Linked DNA regions of Mus musculus: region 1 is linked to region 2. The links are chromatin contacts, called in public ChIA-PET maps. All regions are on one chromosome and are shown on one strand. The core of a region is the stretch at or near the end of the contact, and the rest is flanking DNA. Distances in the headings are between cores, read along the strand shown. Region 1 has its middle 52 kb from the start of Gm41393. Region 2 overlaps Pced1b (PC-esterase domain containing 1B).

Evidence for each region. ChIA-PET counts read pairs in DNA pulled down with a chosen protein or histone mark.
Region 1: an RNA polymerase II ChIA-PET map of memory CD8 T cells shows a contact between it and region 2, with 134 read pairs. The contact joins two enhancer-like sites. A contact is called at or near these places in 2 of 115 datasets of contacts at active chromatin or transcription factors (embryonic stem cells and memory CD8 T cells) and 1 of 9 other capture datasets (embryonic stem cells).

Annotation. Positions count from the first base shown.
Region 1 is chr15:97,456,817-97,460,466 of GRCm38.p6, reverse strand. No RefSeq gene overlaps it. Among named protein-coding and RNA genes, the nearest start is that of Gm41393, 52 kb to the right of the region's middle. Within about 2 kb of position 2,181, at least 59 of the 459 cell types and tissues checked have an H3K27ac peak or open chromatin away from gene starts, as enhancers often do. A contact at or near this core is called in memory CD8 T cells, where this site is marked.
Region 2 is chr15:97,285,445-97,289,201 of GRCm38.p6, reverse strand. All of the region lies in intron 3 of Pced1b (PC-esterase domain containing 1B), which reads right to left. Among named protein-coding and RNA genes, the nearest start is that of Amigo2, 40 kb to the right of the region's middle. Within about 2 kb of position 1,956, at least 18 of the 459 cell types and tissues checked have an H3K27ac peak or open chromatin away from gene starts, as enhancers often do. A contact at or near this core is called in memory CD8 T cells, where this site is marked.

The DNA.
Region 1 (3,650 bases), core at 932-3,431, 170 kb before region 2:
TAAGAGAAAAAAGGGGGGAGGGGACATTTTCCCCCGAGCCTTGTTCTGGTTTTATTTGCATTTCAGCTACCAATCCATGCCGAATTTGGCCGGACACAGGAAGTGAAGCATTTTCGAACTTTTTCTTCACCCTGATAATTTGCTTGCTACATCTCAGGTGTATCTGGGCCTGTTTCTGGGATCCGTGCTCTCTGTTAAAAAGCAGCCTTATTTCCTACGACGTCTCTGTAATGTTAATCTGCATTTTCTGTACTTTCTGAACCTCGAGATTGTCTTGGTGAGTAAGTTGGTTCCTCCTCCTGATTTCGTGCGCAGTTACACCGGCTGTTCTCACTCCTTCCTTATTCCCCGTGAGTTTTGGATAACTTTGTCAGCCTCCAGAGAAAGCCAAGGGTAATTTGGTAGGACAACAAGCAGCACTGTCTCTCTCATTCATTCCTGTTTTCTTACACGTTCCTGTGTTAATCGGGATGACCGTGTCTACACTGGGAATACAATTAGGCCCCCAAATCTCACTAGATTATCTCAGTACAGTTTTATTTCTCCTCCATGCTGATTTCAACATAGAAGGGGCTGTGCCGTGCAGGTCGCTTTGATCAGACAGCTCTGCTGGACAAGAGATGGCTTCGACATTCTTATATCTTTCTCAAATGTCCAGCCCCCTCTGAGGTGGAGCCCTAAGCCTAACCCCGGCCAAAGGGCTTTGAGCAGCTGTGATGTATCTGCTTGGGTCACAGGCTTGAAAATTGGTATCAGTTTTCTCCGTGATCGTGGATGGTTGAGATCATGGGCAGAGTTGACAGAACCAAGGAGAGATACTCATAGGCCCCTTCACTACAGGCTGGCACCTGCCTCGAGTCAGCCCGACTGGGAAGCTGAAGAAAATCTTTACTGTGTCAAGTACCGAGAGGTTCTGGGGCTAAGTTGTTACTTCAATGTTAAGGGAAATGTCTATATTAACAAAATAATGTATACAAGTAAATTTCTAGGCTTGGGGAGGGTGAGACTCTCACATGTCATACAGAGGGCATTGAGGAATATAATACCAGAACTAGCCAGAGAGGAGGCTAAAAGGGCTTGGCTTGCAATCCTCTTGACCTTGGAGTTCTGTAGCAAAACACCATCTAACACAACTGACTCGCCAAAAACAAAAAACAAACAAACAAACAAACAAACAAAAACCCTTAAGTTTCCACTTCGTGGGGGCGGGGTTCAAGGCAAAGAAAGGTATAGGGCTGAAAGTCCACTGGACTCTGAGTAGTCGTAGGCTCTTCATGGGTTCTCGTTTAGATGTCCCTACAAGGTTCACGTACCTACTCTCGAGACGCCCCGCCCCTCCTCTCCTCCATTGGTCCATGGTTGTGCATGCTACCTTTCTGGCACCAGGATTGGGTGGTCTCATACTACTCATGTACAATGGTCCGTTTGCTGTACTAGCAGAGACGTGGCTGCTGGTAGCTGGGTTCTGCCACCAGCTGAGGTGGGCTCCCAGCACCCCCTCCCCCCATCTTTGTGGTGTAATTGAAAAAGACAAACTTGCTGCAAGTGAAGGAAAATGACTTACTCCCCTGCTGCTCCCGGCCCCCCCAGCAGCAGTGGGTACACAGAAGCAGCTCTCTTTTTGTGTTTAAGTTTGATTGCACCGGTTTCCGTTTCTTAAAAATCAAAAGCCCCTTGAGTGAGAAAGTTTCCATGCTTTACCACTACAGAACATCTCCAGGAAGCCTCCCTCCACCCCACCCCACCCCGCCCCGCCCCGCCCCGCCCTGCCGCAGCCCCGCACAGGCTGTGGCCATGAGCACCTGGCTGTGGGATTTCTCAGCATCCTCTGGTTTTACCGGGGGGATTACTGGGGATGAGGTAGCTAGAAATTGGCTTATGCTTTTATCCCCAGCCAAGGCTGGCCAAGCTTAGGGATAGCTGCTTTGAAAACAGCCTTGCAAGTGACAATACTATTAAAGTCAAATATGGTGATCCCTACTCCAAGGCTAAGGGACCACCACAGAAGACAGCAGAGAGATCGTAAGAGGCAGATGTCAGGGAAGCCTGGGAAAATGATGTGACAGGACACAGTCGCTGTACTTTTGGGTTCCTAGCAGCTCGACCGTGGAAGTGGGAGGAGCTCCCCCGCGTCTACCGTTAACTGAGAAGCTATTGACAGTTCACGGCTTCTAGTGGGGGAAGAGTCAGTCTTCTTTAAGGGTGTGACCCATGGCTCGCTGTCGAGCACACCCCAGTGGAGGATCTATACCCATGAGTATATGGGCAGCCCAAATGGGACTCAGTGGACTGGGGGCTGGGAGAGGGGATGGAAAAAGATGGAGAGAGATGGGGAGAGAGATGGAGAGAGAGAGAGAGATGGAGAGAGGGAGAGAGAGAAGGAGAGAGATATAGAGAAGAGGAGGGGAGGAGAGGGGAGGAGAGGGGAGGGGGGCAGTGAGGTGAGGACCTGGAGGAATTAGGAAGAGTGGATATGATCAAAGTACATTGAATTATTAATTCTCAGAGAATTAACAAACTATTTTAAAAGATTAAAACAAAAAAAAACAAAAAACAAAAAAACATTGATTCCAATTTTTGCATAATCGGGTCAAGAAAAAGGAAAGCACGCCTTCATGTCCTCCTCTCTGGGAAGGTTCATTTCCCACAACTGACTCTCTTCTCAGACTCATAGCATCCCCTCCCCCATCCTCACTCTCAGCTAATGAATTTTCTACCCTTTCCCTAAGCTGCACCCACGCACCCGGCCCTGCTCGCTGCCCTCCCAGTGCCTACTGCTTCCCTACAATGCCTACTAGAACTTTCTGTGACCATATACGTGTCCTGTCTCTCTATCTCTCTTCTGTACCATGCCACACAGTGGCTGCAATGATGGGGACCTGAGGATGTAGAGAAGTCTCGAGGTTAGCTGTGAAGGGACCAGAGACGTGGGGTGGAGAGTATAGAGGGAAGACGCTCTCTCCATGTTTGAGGGGGAAAGGATGAGAATGGTATGTTTCACATGTTATGTAAATGTCCGTTCTGTGTGGAGCCGTGTCTTCCTGAGTCAGAAGACCTGCTTGACACCTTCAGGTCATATCTGACCCCGCATAGTAGCTGTCCTTGCTTACCTCCCCGGCCGGGGGGTGGGGGGTTCCTATCGCCTTGTCCCATGGCTCCCCGGGGGGCTGGGGGTGTCCTATCGCCTTGTCCCATGGCTCCCCCGGGGGAGGCTGGGGTGGTCCTATCACCTTGTCCCATGGCTCCCCCCGGGGGGGGGGGGTCCTATTGCCTTGTTCCATGGCTCCCACGGGGGGCTGGGGGGGTCCTATCGCCTTGTCCCATGGCTCCCCGGGGGGGGGGTTGGGGTGGTCCTATCACCTTGTCCAATGGCTCCCCCGGGGGGGTCCTATCGCCTTGTCCCATGGCTCCACGGGGGGCTGGGGGGGGTCCTGTCGCCTTGTCCCATTGCTAACGACCCTGCTTCCTCCATCTTGAGTCGGTTATAAGAGCATCATTTCTCATTGACTTCTACTTCCTGCTGTTGTTAAAGCGTCCAAAGCCATCCTTATTGCTGTTCTTTGTACTACGTTACTGATTTTCCCATGCCTTTGTGCCATGTGATTTCTGGATTGCATGGGGCAGTATGAGGCATGCTAGGGACCCAGCTG
Region 2 (3,757 bases), core at 707-3,206:
CCCAGAGAAATGGCATTTACTCAAAATAAGAAAACTCCACGGGACAGCTTTTTAACAACAGAGACATCTCTAAAACATCAGGAAAAGAAGCTGCCCTTAGGTGACCCGGGAAGATCTCCCTGAAGTCAGTTTGTCACCCTGAAGTCAGTTTGTCCGAGGCATCCCGTGAATAGCTGGGAGCAGATCGAATAATCACGCTGCACTGCGAAGGTTCAGGCTGTGCGACAATTGGTAAATAAACTAACAGCAACACGTGACTTGGAGGGTCTGAGTCTCCCGTTCTTACGGTTCTTACCCACATACCAGATGGCAACACACACCCATAATCAAGCACAGAGCCCCTGTGGGCTGGGGGCTGGCGGCAGCTGAGTCAGACTGGCCTCTGCGGAGGAGTTGATCCGCCTCCACAAAGGGCTTTTTTGCGCTGTCAATTCTCTGTCTCTCTCTGTCCCCCCACCCCAACCTCTACCCCACCCTACCCCTCCCCACACCCTTCTTCTTTTTTTAAACAGGGTCTCACCATGTAGACTCAGCTAGTCTTAAATTTATAATCGCCTGCCTCAGCCTCCTGCCTCAGCCTGAGGTCACAGTACGGATGCTCTTGAGGGCTAATGGTATCCAGGGATGGGTTCCAAGCACCTGTGAGTGGCGTTTGCTTACTGCTATATGCAAAATTATATCCCGTCAGAATCAAGACGCTGTGCAAACACACTGAGACATCTTAGGGTGAATAGACATAGCTGGACCCACAGGCGTCTTAGCTCTTTAAAAATGTCTCCTTTAAGCTAGAGGAAGTACCCAAGGAGCTGAAGGGGTCTGCAACCCCCTAGGAGGAACAACTATGAACTAATCAGTACCCCCAGAGCTCCCTGGACTAAACCACCAATCAAGGAAAACACATGATGGGACTCATGGCTCCAGCTGCATATGTAGCAGAGAATGACCTATATGGTCATCAATGGGAGGAGAGGCCCTTGGTCCCATGAAGGTTCTATGCCCCAGTGTAGAGGAATGCCAGGGCCAGGAAGCAGGAGTGGGTGGGTTGGTGAGCAGGGAGAAGGGGGTAGGGAGAGGGGATTTTTGGAGGGGAAACTAGGAAAGGGGATAACATTTGAAATGTAAATAAAGAAAATATCTAAATAAATAAATAAATAAATAAATAAGGTCTCCTTTAGGCTAGTGTGCCAAGTGAAAGAAGGCAGTCAGAGACAGACAGACACGGGTCAATTCAGAAACAGGAAGTAGAATGGAGCTGTCAGGTTTGAGGGGAGGGGAAGTAGGGTAAATGGTGAAGGGAAAGTTTCTACCTGGGGTACATAGAGTCTCAGTTTTGCAAGGTGAATGCGCTCTGCAGGTGGATGGTGGTGACAGCTGCACATCAGTGGGAAAGCATCAATTCCTACACTTAAAAGTAAGATGCATGCTGAGGTCTGAGAACAAAGGGTCAGGAGTTCAAGGCCACCCCAGACTACTTGAGACCCTGTCTCAAACACAGAGCCTACTTTGCCTTTGCATATCTGTGGTAGGTTGAATATGTTTGGCCCAGGGAGCGGCACTATTAGGAAGTATGGCCTTGTTGGGGGAAGTGTGTCATTGTGGGCGTGGGCTTTGACAGTAGTCTTCTGTTTGCCTTTGGATGAAGATGTAGAACGCTCAGCTCCTCCTGCACCATGCCTGCCTGGATGCTGCCATGCTCCCAACTTGATGATAATGAAGCTGTAAGCCAGCCCCAACTAAATGTTGTCCTCTAATGAGAGTTGCCTTGGTCATGGTGTCTGTTCCCAGCAATGAAAACCCTAACTAAGACAATATTTGAGTATAATCTAAAATACATAAATGAAAAACATGTAGAGAAAAACCCAGTAAGTATCTATTTCCTCTGAGGTGAGAGAGGCCCGTGGTCACACTCTCACTTGTCTGCCAAGCTGTCTTTCATGAGAATGCAGCTTCCCCTGCATCAAGGTGACACCCTCTTTGTTTCCTTGTGGCTTTGTGAAGGCCTTTCCAACAGGAGGCTCAGCGCAGGCCCGGGCCTCTATTATTAACAAAACTGAAATGTTAAGTGGACTTTTCCGTTCTACCAAAAATCGGTTGCTTTTTTTTTTAAAGCATCCTTCTAAAGCAACCGAAGTCAGTGGGAGGAGGACTGTATTTCTCTTAGATATGTGAAGTTACATAAGTCAAACTTCAAAGAACGCAGCACATTTCTTCATGCTGTGCGTGGCTTTTGAACTGAAGAGCTCAAATCTCTGTGGTACCGTGACCTCGCCTTTCCCTGTACCCGTGGCCTGGGAAATCAAATTTCACAATGGACCAACCTCTCTGCCTGTGCCTGGTATCGACTCAACAGAGAAGGGGCTGATGGGAAGCCGTCTGTAAGAACAGGCTGGTTGGATCTGTAACATAAAACCCATGTTTTAATAATCAAAACAGCTTCTCAGGGGAACCTTAGGGATTGGGCCCCTGAATGGAGACCCGGGGAGGTCTCAAACACTTTACACTGCAATTCGAGGTGAGACTGTCTCTTGCACTTTAGGTCTTCATCGTGCACATAAGGAAAATCCGAATTGTTTTTGACCTTCAGAAGTTTTGCCTACTCAGAAATGTTCTAAGTCCTGTCTTCAGCATAAAAAAATGCTATATTTTATTAATAAGCTCAGGGCACACCTTATGCAGTTACATTGTTCATGTCAACCACAAACTGGCACGGAACATCTCCTAAGGGAAACATATTGGATTTATTTATTTTATGTGTATGAATGTTTTGCCCACGTGTATACACGTGAAGAGGGGACTTGATCCCCTCTAACTGGAACTACGAAGAGCTGTCATGTGGATGCTGGAAATCAAACCCAAGTCCTCTGCAAGAACAACTGCCCTTAAAAACAAAAGGCCATCTCTACAGCCCCACTGTGTTTGTCTAAAATTTGTTTATTTATTTTGTAGGTAGGGAAGTGCTGGTGCCTTGGCACACTAGCAGAGGTCAAAGAGCAACTTGCAGAAAAGTCTCTTCTCTCTTTCTACCATGTGGGTCCAGGAATCAAACATAGGGGACCGAATTTGGGTTATCAGCTTGGCAGAGGGCATCTATACTCACTGAGCCATCTCAGTCAGCCTGGATAGACATTTACAGTTGATTGATTTTATAGATGATTGAGTAAACAACCATCCGTTAAAGTGGGTCTTCCTGTAACCCTACTGCGCGCTCGCCTCTTTATGGGCGACAAACTACAAAGCTCACTCTGCATCTAAGTACATGTTAAATGTATCCCCAAAGTGGAGATGGGAGAAGAGGCTGCTGCCCGGGATTAGTGAGTCACGTGACTAACCACACATGATTAGTTCACTTTGCCCTGATCAACTACTTCTTGGCTCAGCAAAAAGCTCACAATACCGCTATATCTATGGACCATCATAGGAGTGGGAAACACAGGTTTAAAAATGATTTCAGCCTCTAGCAAGCATTTCCAGGCCAAGCACTGAGCCTGGTTATCAATCCCATTACACTGTGTGGGAAAACAGAAACTCGGCTTCCTAGGTTAAAGATCACAGAAGAGCCTGATCTATTGCCCCAATTTAACAGATGTTAGAATCTTCGTGATGATTGTTAAGAGGAATGCCCATTCCTCCTGCACACGAGGACCATCTGTGAAGTTTTTTTTTTGTTGTTTGTTTGTTTTTTTTTTAAGTATCACTATTTAATTCCTAACTCCAAGGCACTTTGATTTAGCAGACTTGAGTTGCCTTTTTTTCCCCC